Regions from separate parts of the Mus musculus genome. Here region 1 is linked to region 2. A link is a contact called in public HiChIP or PLAC-seq data. All regions are on one chromosome and are shown on one strand. The core of a region is the stretch at or near the end of the contact, and the rest is flanking DNA. Distances in the headings are between cores, read along the strand shown.

What was found. HiChIP or PLAC-seq counts read pairs in DNA pulled down with a chosen protein or histone mark.
Region 1: an HNF4G HiChIP or PLAC-seq map of pancreatic cancer cells shows a contact between it and region 2. The contact joins two enhancer-like sites. A contact is called at or near these places in 4 of 39 promoter capture datasets (cranial neural crest, liver, maxillary cranial neural crest and 1 more), 3 of 484 Hi-C or Micro-C datasets (the C2C12 cell line, adipose-derived mesenchymal stem cells and muscle stem cells), 9 of 115 datasets of contacts at active chromatin or transcription factors (CD8 T cells, T-cell acute lymphoblastic leukemia, acute myeloid leukemia and 4 more) and 1 of 9 other capture datasets (embryonic stem cells).

Annotation. Positions count from the first base shown.
Region 1 is chr10:59,823,675-59,827,073 of GRCm38.p6, reverse strand. All of the region lies in intron 8 of Micu1 (mitochondrial calcium uptake 1), which reads right to left. Among named protein-coding and RNA genes, the nearest start is that of Gm23803, 7.6 kb to the right of the region's middle. Within about 2 kb of position 1,488, at least 91 of the 459 cell types and tissues checked have an H3K27ac peak or open chromatin away from gene starts, as enhancers often do. A contact at or near this core is called in the C2C12 cell line, adipose-derived mesenchymal stem cells, bone marrow-derived macrophages and 3 more, where this site is marked.
Region 2 is chr10:59,577,072-59,580,843 of GRCm38.p6, reverse strand. The region is part of intron 1 of Mcu (mitochondrial calcium uniporter); the gene reads left to right. It overlaps Gm40671 (a long non-coding RNA gene), which reads right to left. Exons shown (of 2, transcript XR_871744.3): 1 at 2,066-3,772. Among named protein-coding and RNA genes, the nearest start is that of Gm40671, 3.5 kb to the right of the region's middle. Within about 2 kb of position 2,188, at least 219 of the 459 cell types and tissues checked have an H3K27ac peak or open chromatin away from gene starts, as enhancers often do. A contact at or near this core is called in the C2C12 cell line, adipose-derived mesenchymal stem cells, bone marrow-derived macrophages and 3 more, where this site is marked.

The DNA of each region.
Region 1 (3,399 bases), core at 239-2,738, 250 kb before region 2:
CAGAGAAAGCAGAACTGCTTAAACGCCTGTGTGACGTCATCACAATGAAGGTCATTACTCTGAGTTACTAATATGCACCAATAATAATAAAACCAAACAGTTAAACTCAGAACAGACAACCCCTCCCCATCCCCCCTTGGGTCAGGAGCATCCTTGAGGAACAGGGCCAATTTTAAAACTATAGAAAATTTCACAATTTTTCTCTTTTCTTCTTTTTAGACAGGCTCTCACTATGAGTTCCTGGCTGGCCTGGGACTCAGCATGTAGACCATGCTGGCCTCGAACTCACAGAGCTCTGCCTGCCTCTGCCTCCTGAGTTCGAGAGTTCATACATTAATAGTAATAACCAGTCTCTAAGATCATCCATGACCTTGCTTCTTAGAGAAGACTTAAAATAAGGATTTTAAGTCTTATCAATCATGCTTATGCAAAAATCAAATAGATCCCTAAGGATTTCAAACAAGCGTAATGTAATTAACAAGTTTTCTCAAAAAGGATATCTGAATGATAGGACATCAATAATGCTTAAGAGAAATATGTAACAAGACAAAGAACCTTGAGCTAATCTAAGCTTATCAGAGCACTGAGATTTCATTTAGAAACAGGACAAGGAAGCTCTCTTGGTCCCAGTTGCAATGTTAGTTCTATGTAATATGTAACACGTAATGTTGAGGTTTGGTCTTTTGCTATGTATTAGAATTATATTATTATAATGTATTATAATGCTAAATACTGGTCCCTAAGGCCTGGTTGCCCCCAAGGATGAGAAAATCTGCACATAGACTCAAGTGATGCAATGTCACCTTGACCCCTAAGTTACTCCTGATTGGTGAATGAAGATGCCTACAGCCTATAGCTGGGCAGAATTGATATAGGCAGGGCTTGGAGTTCCCAGGCTTGGGATCTGAGGAGACCATGAGAGAGGGAGAGGATGGGAGAAGAAGATGTCATGGGTAGGAGAGTCATGAAAGCATGGCTATGAGGACTGGCCAACTGAAGTTAAGAGCAGTTCAGACGAAACATGGAGAATTATAACTCAGGGTTATTAATGGGGAAATAGATTCTAATAGCTTAGAGGGTGGATATCTGCCCAGCTCTAGTGCTGATTAAGGCTAATAATAATAATAATAATAATTATAAAAGGCAGGGTAGGCCTAGTGGCCAAGTAGGGGCCAAAAGGACAGGAGGATGGTAGAATGTCCTCACACTCCCACATGGCAGGGTTGATCTGCTCTCCTGAGAGGGAGTTCACAGATGTCAGATGGTACTAAGTAAGTTCATGTCAACAAGCATGTCCCCACCGTCTTCTCCTTGTCCAGCACTGTGTGAGTCACCGTGCGGCATGGGAAGGAAGATCCCTGGGGACCTCTGCTAGGCAGATGACACATGTAAGACAGTGATAAAAATGGAAATATCCAAGAGTAGATTCTTTCCAGTCTTGCTTCCTCCCTCATGAGTCACAGAGTATACAAGCCACAAGAACTACACCGCAATAACAACTCTTTACTGCGCATGCACCTCACTCCAGAAGTTCCCCGTACACTCTCTCATTTAAATCTTTGTCAGGTCGGTGGAGCTTCTTGGCTCTGCTTTGCAGACAAGAAGCCTGAGGCAACGTGCAATTGACTAAGCTGGGTTAGCAGATGTAGTCCATCTGGATTCACAAAATTCCCTACTTCTCTGCAACCTTCAGGGCAGCACCCTGATATTCTGAATAAGCTACAACAGTGGGGAGGAGGGGCGGGGCCGAGAGCCGGCTGAAGGAAAGCACAACTCCTCCTGCAAAGGAATCGACATCACCACCACAGGCCAGAGGCTCCTTTCCCACTCGGGCCCACAGCAGTTCCCATCCGTCACTCCGTCTCTTGCACAGAACTGATTAATTTCTGACAAAACCCAAAGTTTTGGGGGGATTCGATTTAAGTTTGATTTATGGCTCAATTTGCCATCCTGAAACAAAACGGAGGAACTGATAAAAATTCTGAAAGCGGGCAACGTTTTGCACTGTTTAAAGCAGGTTTCCCGTAGGGTCAGATGGCTGAGCTGGAGTTGACCATACAGAATGTATTTACAGGCAGGGTCTACCCCAAAGCTGTGCCCCGCGGCTCTCTGGGCTGGCCTGGAGGATCTGGATAGACATGCCTGCCTTTCTGGAACTCCCTACCAGGGTGGAACAAGGCAGATTCGAAGTTGAAATGCTTCTTGTTTGTAAACCTGACAGCGGCTGGCTTGCTCAGGGTTCATGAAAAGCCTTCAGTTTCCACCCTCTAAAGGCACAAACATTCCTCTGTTGTGTTTCAAGGGCAGTTTCTAGGGGAGAGCCTCAAGTAGCAATTTCAATGCTCAAATTAGTATTTTTACTAGTTTTTGAAGACACAAACTTGGCTTTTGGTAACATGTTCCACTATTATCAAGCAATTAGAACCCAAAAGGCTTAAACATCAATATTTGTCCTTTCTGCAGCCTGGCCGACTTCAAAACTCATGGCTTCAGCTCTATGCTTTCACTTTGGACAGCCAGCATCTCTCAGTTTAGCCTACGGGGTCTTCTGGGGTAAAGCTACCTAATGAGGTTTTTCATGTTGCAGAGGATCAGGGTCTTGTGCATACCAGGCAAGGGCTCTACACTGAGCTCCAGCCCCAAGCCATTAGGTTCTGAGGGCTTAAATGAGGCCAAGCTGGCAGGGGTGCGGTGGGGTGGGGTGGGGTGGGGTGGGGGTAGAGGGCGTGTGTGTGTGTGGGGGGGGAAGGTAGGTGGTAGGTGTTTCACACACTACATCTGCTAACAGACACAAACATTCTACTTGTTCAACATTTTAAAGTTGAAGACCTACTAAATGGTAGTTTGGGAGTTTTGAGGACTGCATTTCGGGGATCTACTGACTAAAATGTCAAGGGCCATGGATAGATGTTACATGGCTGGAGAGATCATGTGTACACTTATTTTTTTGACATAGACTTCTCACTGTGCAGCCCACACTGGCCTCAACCTCATGATCCTGCTGCCTCAGCTCTCTAAGTGTGCCCCGCCATGCCTGACTCCCATCTTGTATTCTTTCTTAGCATTTCTGTTGCCATGAAGAGACACCTTGACCATGGCAACTCTTAAAAAGGAAAACATTTCATTGGTGCTGGCTTACAGGCTCAGAGGTTTAGTTTATTGTCATCACTGGTGCGATATCTGGTGGTGTGTAGGCAGACATGGGGCTGAGAGAGCTACATCTTGATCTGTAGGCAGCACAGGCAACTGTGCAACCATACTGGGTAGAGCTTGAGCATAGATGACCTCAAAGCCCTCCTACACAGTGATGACACACTTCCTTCAATAAGGTCACACCTCCTAAGAGTGCCACTTCCTATGGGCCAAGCATTCTAATGAGTCTACAGGGGCCACTCCTAT
Region 2 (3,772 bases), core at 939-3,438:
CTTTTCCACTGCAAATCTGTTCTACATTTTTTTTTACAGATTTGTCATTTCAAGAGTGTTATAAATATAGAATCACACAATGCGTAACCTTGTGAGATTACCTTCTTTCTCTTAGCATGGTAACCTTGTGACTCATCTAAGTTGCCATCTAGACCAGTAAATGACTCCATTGGACAAGCATTGTGATAAAATGCATGCAGTCTCTTTAACATTTGCAAGTGTACAGTTCAGTGACAAGAAATTCACCCTCACCACTCTCTGTTTACAAAATGTTCCCATAGCCTCAGTAACAACTTCACTCATCAAAGACTCCCTCTCCCTCCACATCTTTGTAACCTTTACTCTACTTTCCATCTCAAGGAATTTGCCTAGTCTACACATTTTATGTAAGAAGAATCTTATAATATTTATCTTTCTGGGGCTGGTGAGATGGCTCAGTGGGTAAGAGCACCCGACTGCTCTTCCGAAGGTCCAGAGTTCAAATCCCAGCAACCACATGGTGGCTCACAACCATCTGTAACAAGATCTGACTCCCTCTTCTGGTGTGTCTGAAGACAGCTACAGTGTACTTACATATAATAATAAATAAAAAATCTTAAAAAAAAAAATATTTATCTTTCTGGTTCTGGCCTATTCTACAGAGCATAATGTGCCCAAGGCCCATGGATACTGTGTCATTTATCATTTTTTTATCCCCATTTATAACTAAGTAGTTTTATTTATTTTTTTTACTGTGCAGTATTTTTACTAATAACATGGGTGGAATATTAATGACTTGCTTGGCAAATCCATAAATGACAGGGAGTTGTCAGTTTTGCATTTTCCAAATAGAGATTGACACTAGTTATTGGATAGACTGTATTCATCAAGCTGTGGAAATCACTGATGTCAAATTCCATGTGTGATCCTCACACGGTACTGTAACTGTAAAGGAATGTGACGTGGTTCAGTTGCAATGTGACAAACATCTGACAATGACATGTGAGTGTCCTCCTCACATCTCCTATGACAGTGAGACCACAGACCAACTTGGCCTCTATTAAGAGAAGTATAACATACTGAACATGGACTGTGATCCAGCTGCCGCACTGTATCCATGGCTGGGTACCAGTATATTTTAAGGATTAAATATTTAGAATTTGTGTATTTAGAAGAAAAAAAGAGGATAATTTTATAGGAAGGTAGTAGCCACTCACTATTAGATTCAGAACTTAGTGGTCTGCCTTGGTACTCAGGTCTTAGTCACAGGACTTATAAGCACCAGCTGTGACGAGTGTGTGCTGTGCATTGCTAGACTGTTTTAACACCAATAGTTTCCCAGCAGAGGCAGAGAATGTGCTTGAGTCTGCATAATACCTTGTGAATCCTGCACGTTTGAGAGTTTATAATAATAGAACATGACACAGTTTTGAGTTTAAAGCATTTATAGTTAATGGGACTGCAGAAAAGTCATTTTCTGTTATGTATGTCTGCATGCAATTTTAGCTTTTATAGTGAATATATATTACTCTATAAAAAAACAGTTGTAAAGCAATGCTCTTGTTTTGCAAATAAACAATAATACTTTAAAACAGTTACAACATAAAGAACTTAGGTCTGAGGATATATCCCAGAGTTTGCCTAGCTCTGGATTCAATGTCCTGCCTGGCATAAAGTAGGCTTGGTGTTGCCCATAGTCCTGCAGAAAATGAGACGGGCAAATCAGAAGTTCAAAGTTACCCTCAGCTCAGTAGTAAGCCTGGGTTTCATGAGACCGTGTCTCTAAAAACCTGTGTACCAACAGAAACACACAGCTTGTTCCTCGAAGTTCCTAAAAAAAAACAATCCAAACCATAGTCAGTGACTAGAAATCTCTAGGTGTATCAGCCTTTTCATATGCTGGAGCTCAGAAAACAGTGTGCGAAGGTTTCTCGCTCATTTCCTGTCTTTTTCCTGTGTGTCATCCCTCCCTCATTCTCTCCCAAGGCAAAGCACAGAAACTAGAATTCATTCCTCCTCCCCAAGCGAGGTCACAGAAACCAGAGCCCTTTCTTCCAAAGCCAGCCATAAAACCTACAAATATTACCTTAATCTTCCCCTGCTGATCTGTCCTTCTGCTAGCCATAAAGATAAGGCCATGTAGACCAGCTCACAGCGGTCTTGTCCCAGCCTTGGGAGGGCAAAGTACTACACAGGGAGGAAAAGAAACATCTGGGCAGGCTGTGGTCTTTAGCCTTCCGTCATACCTTTTGGTCTACTCATAACTCAACATGGCTGTCTGTGAGTCAGCAAACCTAAGCCTAAAAAAAAAATGTGTGGTTCTCGTTTGGTCTTTGGGTCTTCAATTCTGTAAAATTATGATGAAATATACATGTTCTGCCTCTCTCCTGTTAGCCTGTCTTCCAAGAATGTCAGCCATCAGCCTTTGTGGTGGGCAGGAAGACACATCCTCTTGTGTGTGCCTACATGTGCTTTCAGACCCAAGTGCACACGTGGACGTTGGGTTTGGATATGCGCGTTTCCCTTTTGCCTTTAGCTTGTTTAAGTGCTAGAAAAAGCCTGGCTTTGGCAGATCGCTCTGCTTGCTCAGGGTTACCTCCTGCCTCCGGGTTTGGATTATTAAGTAACTAAATAGGAAATCCTGACTAATTTCTGTGATTCATTTCCTCCCTGACTGCTGCTGCCTAGCATGGCTGTAATGTCAGAGGATGCTAGTTCTAAAAGGAAGCGAGTGGGAGAAAAGGCTGCTATCTCTCGTGAAAATGTTTCCTGCTAAAGCAGACATCTTTGCTGTCCCTCAGATGGCTTCTGTTACATCCTCAGAGACCAAGGGCTGGCCCCTTAATGCATATTGAGTAAGCGGGACTCTGACCCACTCTTGCCTTCTGGGAGTGTTTAGGGAAAGTGTTGCTAAGATACTTCAGTCAATAGGTTGTAAATGGAACCAACCCCAAGCCACACCCTCTTCCTCCACTGTTAATCTTACTAAGTGTTAGTTTAGGATTTGGGGTTATTTAAGTGGCTCAGGCCTCTCAATTTTACTTAAAAATTTTAGGGGGCTTTATTGTTACTTGACGTGGAATTTGAAAACTAAAAAGATGAGTCTGGCAAGCAGCAGATTGGTGTGAACGTCACCAATGTGCTAGAATGCGGGGCACATTGAGTGTTTGTAGGTCTTATGAAAATCATTATTAGCAGCTCTTCCTGTTTAGTTAAGAGGTTCAGTGGTCCTGGCATTGCTGCAGATGCACAGGATGGGCAAGCAGGCTGAGAGATGGAATAAAAGTGTTTACCCCAGATCAATTTTCAGATTTTTTTATGTGTCCCTAGGACGCTTTCAAATTTCAGAGCCAGGCCTGGTAGCACTTGCCTGAAATCCCAGATCTTAAAAGGCAGGAGCAGTAGCAATAGGAGGTTGAGGTTAGCCTGGGCTACATGACACCCTTCCTGAAAAAAAAAAAAAGTATACATTAAACACACACACACACACACACACACACACACACACACAATTTTTTTAAAGAAGGAGATGTTATGCCCTACCACTCTTTTGGAAGTTATCCTGGATTGTAGTTTTATAATTAAAAATAATTAAGTTACTCTTTTTTGTCTTACACAAAACGTCACTAATGTAGCCTAGGCTGTCTTTGAACTCTCAATCCTTTTGCTCTTGCCTTCTGCAGCCCTGGGTAACACGGCTGTGAGGACATGCTTGGCTCCTGGAATTAGGCTTTTTTAACTGATACAGAAAAACATCAAAGCAGAGACTGAGGAGAGGAGGAGAGTATGGGAG